Regions from separate parts of the Gossypium hirsutum genome. Here region 2 is linked to region 1. Evidence: chromatin contacts called from public Hi-C data. All regions are on one chromosome and are shown on one strand. The core of a region is the stretch at or near the end of the contact, and the rest is flanking DNA. Distances in the headings are between cores, read along the strand shown. Region 1 holds the start of LOC107886889 (lysine-specific demethylase JMJ25). Region 2 holds the start of LOC107886879 (transmembrane protein 53).

Evidence for each region. A called contact is a pair of places that touch in the nucleus more often than the background predicts.
Region 2: a Hi-C map of leaf shows a contact between it and region 1, with 1.6 times the contacts expected there. The contact joins the promoter of LOC107886879 here to the promoter of LOC107886889 in region 1. A contact is called at or near these places in 3 of 34 Hi-C or Micro-C datasets (all in leaf).

The regions. Positions count from the first base shown.
Region 1 is chrA03:107,545,616-107,551,335 of Gossypium_hirsutum_v2.1, forward strand. It overlaps LOC107886889 (lysine-specific demethylase JMJ25), which reads left to right and starts at 1,838. Exons shown (of 13, transcript XM_016810988.2): 1 at 1,838-2,899; 2 at 3,005-3,129; 3 at 3,327-3,426; 4 at 3,519-3,663; 5 at 4,375-4,438; 6 at 4,554-5,325. The coding sequence starts at 2,108. LOC107886890 (succinate--CoA ligase [ADP-forming] subunit alpha-2, mitochondrial) reads left to right here. Exons shown (of 7, transcript XM_016810989.2): 7 at 1-28.
Region 2 is chrA03:107,808,949-107,813,993 of Gossypium_hirsutum_v2.1, forward strand. LOC107886879 (transmembrane protein 53) reads left to right here and starts at 2,394. Exons shown (of 5, transcript XM_016810974.2): 1 at 2,394-2,803; 2 at 3,621-4,421; 3 at 4,533-4,638; 4 at 4,719-4,924. The coding sequence starts at 3,694. It overlaps LOC107886881 (myosin-1), which reads left to right. Exons shown (of 24, transcript XM_016810976.2): 24 at 1-184.

The sequences.
Region 1 (5,720 bases), core at 588-3,087:
ACCTGAGAAGGTTGAGACTTTTGATGAAGAGAGAAAGTTCATTTTCAGCCATTTATTACTCTTCTTTGTTATGAATTGAGAGAGTGGGGGTGTCTATGCTGCATGCATGCCCATGCTGTTGTTGTCAGTTGTGGGCGTGAATTGCAACGGGGCTGAGGTGATGAACCCATGCCCATTTGCCAATCACATTGAGCACACACTAGTCTCGATACCAGAAAATTGCTTTTCTGGAAAGAGAAAACTCGATGTCTCAGCTTTGTGTTACTGTTTTGAATGAAATAAACTTCTGATTGATTACTTTTAGTAAATTTAGTTTTGGGTTTTTTTTTTTATTAAAACATATCAGTATGTTACATTGTACTAAATTTGAGAAAAAAATAGTTTTGGGTGTTTTTATAAGAGGGGTATGTGTGAGAGTGGTGAGTTTGAAATTGTATTTGTTGAGTGTTTGTTTCTTTATCTCCCCTTCGGTGTGGCTCATTTATATATATATATAAATTATGGTCCACTATGTGACATGTTAGGGGTAATTAGGTGCTATGCGTGATACGTTATCCCCTTAGGGGTTGTACGTGTCTTAGATACCTCCCAAAGGATATGAACGAGCAGGGTAAAATCATACAATTGGCGAGCATACATACCAGGCGTTCTGTTGGGGAGCTAGCCAGGGAAGACCCTGGTTAGTTGGACCATGTCTTGCCAACTAGGATGAGGGGCTCAATATTATTTGTATAACGGTAATGTATAAAAAGAATTGAATGTTTGTAATTTAAATATGAAATTTCAAAAAAGATCGATACATGAGACGAAAGACTATTAAAACGCAAGATATATTTAGATATCTTGACGCTTCCTTACCTAATCATACACAAGCTTCAAAATTATTTTTACAGATAGTTATGTATTGAAAAAGACTTCCTAGCACTAAAATGTTTTTCAAAATTGATTGAACGTTTCAGTTCAGATGTATCTTAAAAGATTCTTTTCAAGAATTTATTTTCGATCCAAATAATTGTTGAAGTTATGCCCATTTGATTGATTAAAAATGGTAAGAGATTTTTACCATCTTATTTGACTCTCATGATTAAAAATATAGTAATTTTAAAAGGTAACTTGATGATGATTATATTAAAGGGGTATATATCAATTAAATGTGATTGGATATATTGATATAACAATAAAATGTGTTAGTTGCTAGTTAATTATTTAGTTTAATTATGACTCGTTTGGTTATTAGTATAATAATAAAAGTGAAATTAAATTTTTTTTAAGAGTCGGAATTAAATTGTATATTTTTACGATAATAAAATACAAAATTACCATTTTAATAGCTTATATCTTTATAATTTTTAAAATATTAAATTAAAATTTTATTATTTTTTGGGTCAAAGTATAATTTTACTATAACTAATTCAAAATTTTATAAATTATAAAGGGTCAAAAGGAAAAAATTTCCATTTTAGGGGATTGGAGCCCCTACTAGCCCCATATATAATTATGTATGTATTACAATAGTTGGATATAAAATAAAGAATAATTAATATAATTTAAACTTAAAATTAAAAAAATAAAATCTCTTTAAAATAAACAATATTTTTACTAAAAATATATCATGTGAATAATAAAATAATATCAAATAAATTAAATTATTACTAACTCTTATACTAACCCTATATAAAAAAAGCATAAATTAATTATTTAATTCATTACTGAATAAATTAAAACTGTTATATTATGTAACAAAAAACCCTAACATGTTAGAAGGTTATTCGGTGGTACTTGAAGGGAAAGAAAAATTTTAGATTAATATACCCGAGACAGTACTGCAACTTACATAAACTCTCAGAAACTAAAATATACCTATAATAAATAAAATATCAATAATGTTTCTCCATAGATTAATCTTTCGATTTAAAGAGGAGAGTCATATATTCTACAATTTCAAGCAACTTCCTTTCCTATTTATAAGAAAAAACATATAATAAAGTAAATAATTTGGTTTTATAATTTCAAGACCACTTTGTTTGTGAATGGCACATTTAAAAGGCTGAATTCAGACAGCACCTAGATTCTGCGAGGGAGTGTCGGAAAACCAGAGCGGGTGGTTATGGGAAGTCAAGAAAACAGCGGTTTTGCGGAGCTTCAAGTCGAAGAAAGAAATGGGGAGGAAAACAGTGACATGGTCAGAGATAAAGCAAGGGAAATAGAAGGAAAAGAGGAGGGAATCGAAGGGAAAGAGATCAAAAGTGGGGGTTCGGAAGGGAATACTCTGAAGAAACCTAATAAAAGAGGTACAAAAGAAGAAGTGACAGTTCCTTCGAAAAGAGGCAAAAAGGAGGAGAGAGGGGAGGAGGGAAAATGTTTGGATTTCGTGGAAGATAGTGGGGAGAACGTGGATGAAAATGGGGTTCAAGTCAAAGGAAATAACACTTTGATTTCAGTTGAGAATCTAGAGGTAGCAAACGGGGAAGGTAAAGCTACCATGAAAGAGGACGTTGATATGGATTCTGCTGGCTCAAAGCGGAGATTGAGAACAATTGTTAAGAAAGTAAGTTATGCCGAAGTTCAAGAAAATGAAGATGATGAGTTTGTGCCAAAGAAGCGTGGACGGGGCAGGCCGAAGAAGGAAGTAGTAGTGAAATCTGAAGGTCAAGAAGATGGTCTTATTAGTGAGAATTGTGATAATACGGTGCATGCAAAGAAACGAGGAAGGGGTAGGCCAAGGAAACAAGTTACTGAAAGTGTAGCCATTGAAGGGAAAGATACAGATAAGAGTCGAAGAAGGGCGAAAAATGGGTCTTTGGGAATGAATGAGTCAGAAAATTTGGTTAAGCCCTTAAGGGTTCCCGGGGAAGAAGAAGAGCCTGTACCTGGTTCAAAGCGAAGGAGGGATGTTAAGGTAAAAGTTTTTGCTTTTTAATTCCTGCATTATTCTTATAATGTGTCTTTTCTTTCATTTTCGGTTTCATGTTGCTGGTGCTTCTTGTTTTTGCTTTTTCTACAGTGGATTACCATTGCCAAAGAAGATAGATTAACGTGCCATCAGTGCAAGAGGAATGATAAAGGCAGGGTTGTGAGATGCAAGCTTTGCAATAGTAAACGATATTGCATCCCTTGCATAAAAAATTGGTACTTCTTTCACTTGATTCTTTTATGGAAATGGGTTTCTATCTAAATGTATGTGCATTGCATGCGATTGCTAATTTCTCATGAACTTTGCTGCTTTTCTCTCTGGTTATAGTCAATCTTAATCATAAGTGAGTATGTTACTATGTTGTTCTTTTTCCCCTTTTAGCTGGTTAAGTATTTTGTCTTTCTGGGACTAGGTATCCCAAGATGTCTGAGGATGAAATTGCTGATGCCTGCCCTGTTTGCCGAGAGAATTGCAATTGCAAAGCATGCTTACGGACGACTGGCCTACTCAAAGTTAGTTCTGAAATTCATAGTTTTACTGCTCACTTTGTTGCATATATGATGTCATGATTGATTTATGATATTGTATAATTGATGACTTGTAGAAATTGGAAGAGACACTTAATCCGAAGTTCAGTGGTTGTGAAGAAGTTCAGCATACCAGATACGTGCTTCAGACACTTCTTCCATACATTAAACAATTTAGTGAAGAGCAAATAAAAGAGAAGGTCATTGAGGCAAAAATTAATGGTATGTATATCTTTATTTGGACATGTTCTTGTGTGAATTTAGTTTTGTTCTCTACAGAGATTAACGGGGGTCTAATTTGGCGCGATTACAATCAAATAGTTGATGTTGAAATTAATTTTTAAAAATAATCTGTAGAATCTGTTAGGAGAATGATTCTATAAATAATGTTGAAATCCTATAAATAATGTTGAAACTCTGTTTATCTTGTTGATGTGGATAGTAAAGATTGTTCTTTGTCTTGCTTGGAGATTACTGGCTATGCTTTTATAGGAAAGAACGTTGAAAAAGAAATTCCAGATACTATGCTGGCAGAATTTGTTATTATGATGACAAACATTTTGTATTGCAATCTTGTTGGCATAAGAAGTCAACTATGACTGTTCTTGATTTCAAGGGGTCTGCCAGCGTGGTATCTTCACACTCTTTTGTCTATAGTTACCTAGTGCGTCATATGAAAGTTTTTCTCATTACAATATCAATTCACCATATTTTCTCTAGTATGCTGGTTGGTTTATTAAGAATCATTTATGCTGCCTTCATTTCTCCAAAATGTGATTTTTTGGGCCCTTCAATATCTGGAAGACTGGAATTGAACCAATGACAGACCTTGAACTTTGTTATGTTAATATCAGTATGGCATGTTAGAGCATTGTTATTTAATTTCTTTCTTTTTAATGGTTCATTTTTAACGCATATTTATTGAATGAGTAGGGGTGGCCACAGAACAGATAAAGCTTAAGCAGGCAATATGTACTGAGAATGAGCGTGTATATTGGTAAGTTCTTATGGTATTTTTTGTCATCGTGAAATTAAGGAGATCATTTTGTATGTTGCTGGAACTCATTTTAAGCAATTCCTGATACCAAGATTTTTTTTTATTTTTTTTGCAGTAACTACTGCGGAACTTCAATTGCTGACTTTCATAGAAGCTGTCCTGATTGTAACTATGATCTGTGCCTTACATGTTGCCGTGAAATCCGTGATGGGGATTTGCGGGGTGGACAAAGGGAAGTAATTATGGAATATCCTGACATGAGTTTTGAATACTTGCATGGAGAACTTCAGTGCTCTATGCCATCAAAAGTGGGGAATGCTCTAAAGCCCTCTAAGGAAGAGGATTCCCCTGAGGAAACTAACTCTAAAGAAAATAATGCTGCAACTTCTGAGTGGAAGGTGAATGAAAATGGCACCATTCGCTGCCCCCCGAAGGACTTAGGTGGATGTGGTAATGGCCTTTTGGAGTTAAGGTGCATGTTTGGAGAACATGCTGTTATTGAGTTAACTAGAAAGGCCGAGGAAATAACCAAAGCTCTGAATCTTGACCATGTTCTTGAAGTTTCTAACAAAGAGTGTCCTTGTTACAATTCAATGGGTGAAGCTGACATTGACAGTAATAAGCTAAGGAAAGCAGCTTCTCGAGAAGATGCCACTGACAACTATTTATATTGTCCAAAAGCTAAAGATATTGAGAGCGGAGATTTGAAACATTTCCAAAAGCACTGGGCTAATGGTGAGCCTGTTATTGTCAGCAATGTCCTTGAGAATGCATCTGGTTTGAGCTGGGAGCCAATGGTTATGTGGCGTGCTTTTCGTCAAGTAACAAATAAAAAAAGTGATCACCAATTGGAAGTTAAGGCACTTCATTGCTTAGATTGGTCTGAGGTCAGTTTGGTTATCAACTGCACTAGTTCTTATTATCAGAATATGATGCTTTGTACCAATTTGTGAGTCAAACAGAGTACTGCTGAAGCCAAATTAAGCTTTGATCTCATTGCCAATAACTTTCTTAATATATGTTTCCATTGCAGCTGCCATGTCTAAAAAATAGGTTTTTTTTCCTTTACGACTTACAATTGTTTATAAATTAAGCTTTCATCATGCTTTTAATTTTCTGTTTGGTTAATATTAGAGTTGTACCTCGACCTATTTCCAATTGGTATTAGCTTGGACACTTAACATGGTCTGCACCCAGGTTCTATTATGTTGTTCTTTCTACCATACCCTATGTGAGGTTGTCCACGTGTAGCTCAATCCAGAACAAAGCCTTAGTATCCTGT
Region 2 (5,045 bases), core at 1,144-3,643, 260 kb after region 1:
TTGCTATTAGCTGCATATTCTATACGTTGGCAGGAATTAATTCATATAGAAATTGAGAGTATTTTTACAAGCGATTTGGTTACTAAAGAGGCGATCCATTTAAGTGCATACATAAAATTTAAGTATGTATATTATTATTTTTCATCGAAAAGTTGTAATCTTTATGCCTACAAAGTTTGGTCTTTATTTGTTGCTGAAAGCGAATGATGAATTTATTTTTTCAAATATAAATTAAAAAAATAATGATATATAAAACAATTGAGTCATTTTATCAAGTTAAAAAGAAAAGACTGTATAGTTTTTATTTTTATCTTTTATTGTTAATGAGAAGTGTCCGTAAATTGTTTTAAAAGCAGCAGATATATATATATATTTGAAAAATAAATATATTTTTTAATAAAAAATAAATTTTAAAATTATACATTAATTTTGATTTAATGTCTACTTGTATATATGAATTTTAATTTGTTGTAATTATATAGGTGAAATTTTAATTGTGGTTCAAATATATTTGAATTTGAATTTTGATTTAATTATTTAAATAAATACATTAGTTTATTTTTTATATTGAATAAATATAATTATTAATGTATGTATATTATATCAATAATTGTTAATAATTTATAAGAATTGGATTAAATTAAAATTTCATGGATAAAATTATATAAAAATTAAAGTTCATATATATATTTTGTACAATAAATCATAGTTGAAGTATAATTTTGAGATTTATTTTTTAAAAATACAAATGAGTTGTAATTATCCCTATTTAATTGTTTCTTTATTTATAGTTTCACCAATTTAAAATAAATAAAAGAAAAAAAAAGTTCTCTTTTTGAGTAAGAGATATTTTAACCTTAAGTAACAATTAAGACGTAGACATGACCCAAGTAATTGATTAAGAAATGTGATTTTTTTTAAAATTTAATATAAGAGAGATACAAATTTGAAATTTTAAATTTTCACTAGAAACGTATTTACTTTGTCAATAAAAAAGGTAAACAAAAATTCTTATAAACCAATTGAATAAGACTCTAACCGCATTAAAGATATATAAAAATTAGATTTTAAATGATTTATCCTCTTCATTTCGAAATTTACTCTCATATTAAATATCATAATTATTTATCTTAACAAAGTTGTTCGATAATAGTTTCCAATGCATCAATGGTGGTCACTTGATAATTCTCTTATATAAGAGTAACATCAGGGTTGATGGAATGGAGACCTTGATTGCTGAAATAGAAAAATTAACTTCTATAAGTTATTCTAGTGATACCATACATTTAGTGAAGTGGAAATAACTCAAAACCCTTAGAAAAAAAATGTGGACTCCAAATTATATACGTATTGGAATAAAAGAGAGATAGGAAAGGACAAATGTTAACAATGAAAGGGTATGGGCATATGCCATCCATCATCTTTTGGAATATTATTATCCTCCAAACTACATGGATTGTTTAATATTGCACTTCCAATTTTCTTTTTTCTTTCGGATGTACAGGAATTTAATTTATTATTAAAAAATTTGTTTTTATACTTTATATTTTTTATAAATACTTTTAATTAAAAAAGTAATATTAAATATGAATTAAAGCTAAATCAATTTAAAACTCATTAAGAAATTTATTTAAAGTTTCGTCTCATCTTTTAATAAAATGTGTTTTTTTAATGCAAAATATTGTTCAGTTTTCATTTAGACAGAATTTAGGGATAGCCAATGCCGTTTTGAAGGATATACCGTCCAGAATTGTTGAAAGAAATAAAAAAGAAAGAAGAAAGCTGAAAGTTTGTATACTCATAGACGTTTATCAACCGTTGATTTTTTATTTTATTCTTAATTTTTAAATAAATTTAAAAATTTAAGGTTTCTGAGAATTTAAGGTTTCAGAAATTTTTTAAAATAGTAAATTAATTTTTTAAATATTTTAGCTTTAAAATTATTATTATTATAATAATAAAATGGTTCACATTTGTTCGTATAAAAAAATAATTTTGTATCAACAATTCAAAAGAGTAAGTGCGTAAAATTTTGTATTGACATTTCAAAATTCAAAATTTAAGTTCAGGTATTAATGTCTTTTTCTATTAAAATTGTAATGACTTTAAAATTATTATTGCAATATATAATTACTTCATTCGATCTATTTTACTAGGTCATTCTTTTGGATCAAAGAACAATTTTTTTATACGAACTTATAGTGTCACTAAATTACATTAAAAATTTTATCATCACGTTAAATAAATTCGCTTATTCTTTTATTATCGATTATACAAAATAGGGTTGAATTACATTTTATCATATTTTACTGATAACACTTCAAAACCCTACTAGCAACTCTAAACATGTTTAGAGTAATCGACACCTCTCTCTCTTTTATATGAACTCCCTCTATCGCTAAATATAGATATATAAACCTCCTCCTTTTCTGCTTTGGGTTTTTTTTCTGCTTCTTTTTTTATTAGAAAATAATCAATAGCGATATTGTTGCTTACAGAAAACTATTAGCGTGCAATACAGGCAATTCTAAGAGACTAACACAACCCAAAAGATATATATATATACACATACGCTTGTGTATATATATAAGATATAAAGAGGTAGAAAAGAACCAAGGAAAGCAAGAAGAAATATATTTGCAGGCAAGGAGAAGAGAGGCAGGGCGCATTATTTACTGTCACGAAAAAGCGAAACCCACACTTCAGCATTCTTTCTTTTTCATTATCAATCAAACAAAAAGGACAAAAAAAGAGAGACCCAATCCGCTTTTACATTCATCTTCAGTTGAGTTCATTCAGCAAGGTGACTTTTATTTATTTATTAATTTATTAATGGTTCAAAATTCTTTGGTCTTATTATTTTAATGAGATTTCTTGATTCTTCGTTTTTCTGAATTGGGTTTTCGTTTTGCCATCCGCCGTTTGGATTCCATTAACTTCATATTTAATTATTTCAGTGATTTCGTTTCGTTTTATCAAAATTTATTCTCAGGAAAAAAAAAAAAAACACCATTCAAAAATTGACCCGCCATACGGTTTTCGAGTTTCTTGGTTAACCGTGTTATTCCACTAGAGCCGTGATCGAGTTGACTCATTTCCTATCCCTCTACACGGCAGAGTCTTCCTTTCGAGAAACCCCTATCCTATTGGAATTTGGAAATTGGGTCATGGTCTAAACTACCCCCACGGGCTCCTAAATCGTCGGACTCATTGGTCAGCTCTTCATCAATCTTTGTCATGTTCTTTAAGCATGAAGACTTAGACAAGGAAACCGTGTCCTTTATTTGTTTATTAGATACTATTTTAAAAACTGACCAAGCACGCGCTATTTCTTGTTTAATTTTCCCCATTATGTTTTAATCTAATCTATAGTTCATGGTCGGTGGGCGCTGTGTTGTCTATACAACAACTTGCCAGGCTGTCAATATCTATCTTTTGACAACCCCATTTTCGGTTACCTTTCCTTTCATTTAATAAGACCAGTAATTATATAATAAAAGCTTTGACTATAGAACATGTCAACCTTGGCTTGCTTATTGTATTAACACATTCTTGCTTGCTTTTCTCGTGTTTTATTCCATCTGTTGGGTCATAATTTGATCCTCTTATCCTTTTTGCAGGTGACCCTCGTTAAATTGAGACTTTTGCACTGATTTGTAATGTTTATTTGGGATTTGTTCATATTGGTTCAATATGGGATCCATGTCTGGAGTCATTCAACGTCCTTTAATGGCAGCTGCTGCTGTTGCAATGGCGTCTGTTTCTGTTGATTTTCCTGCTAAACTCCCATCTCCTACATCGGATACTGAAACTTCCATGTCCAATTCCTTACCGGAGTCCAATTCATCATTGGTTGCTCTTATATCAGCTTCCAAGCTTGCCAACTTGTCTTTTGTTACTAGGATTCGAGTACCGTTACCTACTTTTAACTTTCCGGTTCCGAATTCAGGCCGGAATTTCGTTCCGAACATGCTATGTTCTTCTATTGCTTCGTCTCCTCTGTTGGTTAATTTATATCAGTCAGCTGAGTTAGCTAAAGGATCTAAGCCAGCTGCATTTCCGGAGAGTGTTCCTGCCACAGTGCCTGATGCTTTGTACAGATGGCATTTGCCTGAGCCGACTGCGTTCGATATTTCTGGGACTTCAGATTGTTCATCGGTGAAGTCTCGTACGGTTGTCGTGTTGTTAGGGTGGTTAGGATCCAAGCAGAAACATCTCCAGAGATATGCAGAGTGGTATACTTCAAGGGGATACCATGTCATTACTTTCACACTTCCGATGGTTGACATTCTCAGTTACCAAGCCGGTGGGAAAGCCGAGCAAAACGTAGACATGCTTGTGAATCACTTGGCTGATTGGTTAGAAGAGGAGCATGGAAAAAACCTGGTTTTCCACACTTTTAGCAATACTGGATGGTTAATGTAAGTTATCTCCACAAGTACATTTGTACATACATGCATGAAGAACAACATTTCTATTGTTTATATTAGTTATCTGAAGTGATTTTTGTGTCGGGTTTCATCTTGTTGCAGGTACGGAGCTATTCTTGAGAAGTTTCAGAAAGAAGATCCTTCTTTAACGGAAAGGATCAAAGGTTGCATTGTGGATTCAGCCCCTGTTGCGGCCCCTGACCCTCAGGTAAATGATGCTTAAAGCATGTGTTTCAGTTCAGTACAAAGGCAATGCTTAATAAATCATTTTCATATTATTATTTTCAGGTCTGGGCTTCGGGTTTCTCTGCCGCTTTTCTGAAGAAACGTAGTTTTGCAACAAAAGGATCTGCGAACTCAAGTGAATCGGATATGGAGGCATCAACTGGCAAAAGTGAAGCCTCAAAACCCAAGCCTGCAGTAACTGAAGCTGCTATGCTACTAGTCCTGGAGAAGTTCTTTGAGGTGGTTTTGAATCTTCCTAGTATTAACAGGTAATAATCCCCTTGAAACCGGTAAATAAGTTCACGATTTTTTACTTCTCTGATCTACTTCCCAATGTTTGAGTCATTGAAAAGCTTACTTTGCAACTAAGAATCATTTGCAGTGCACAAC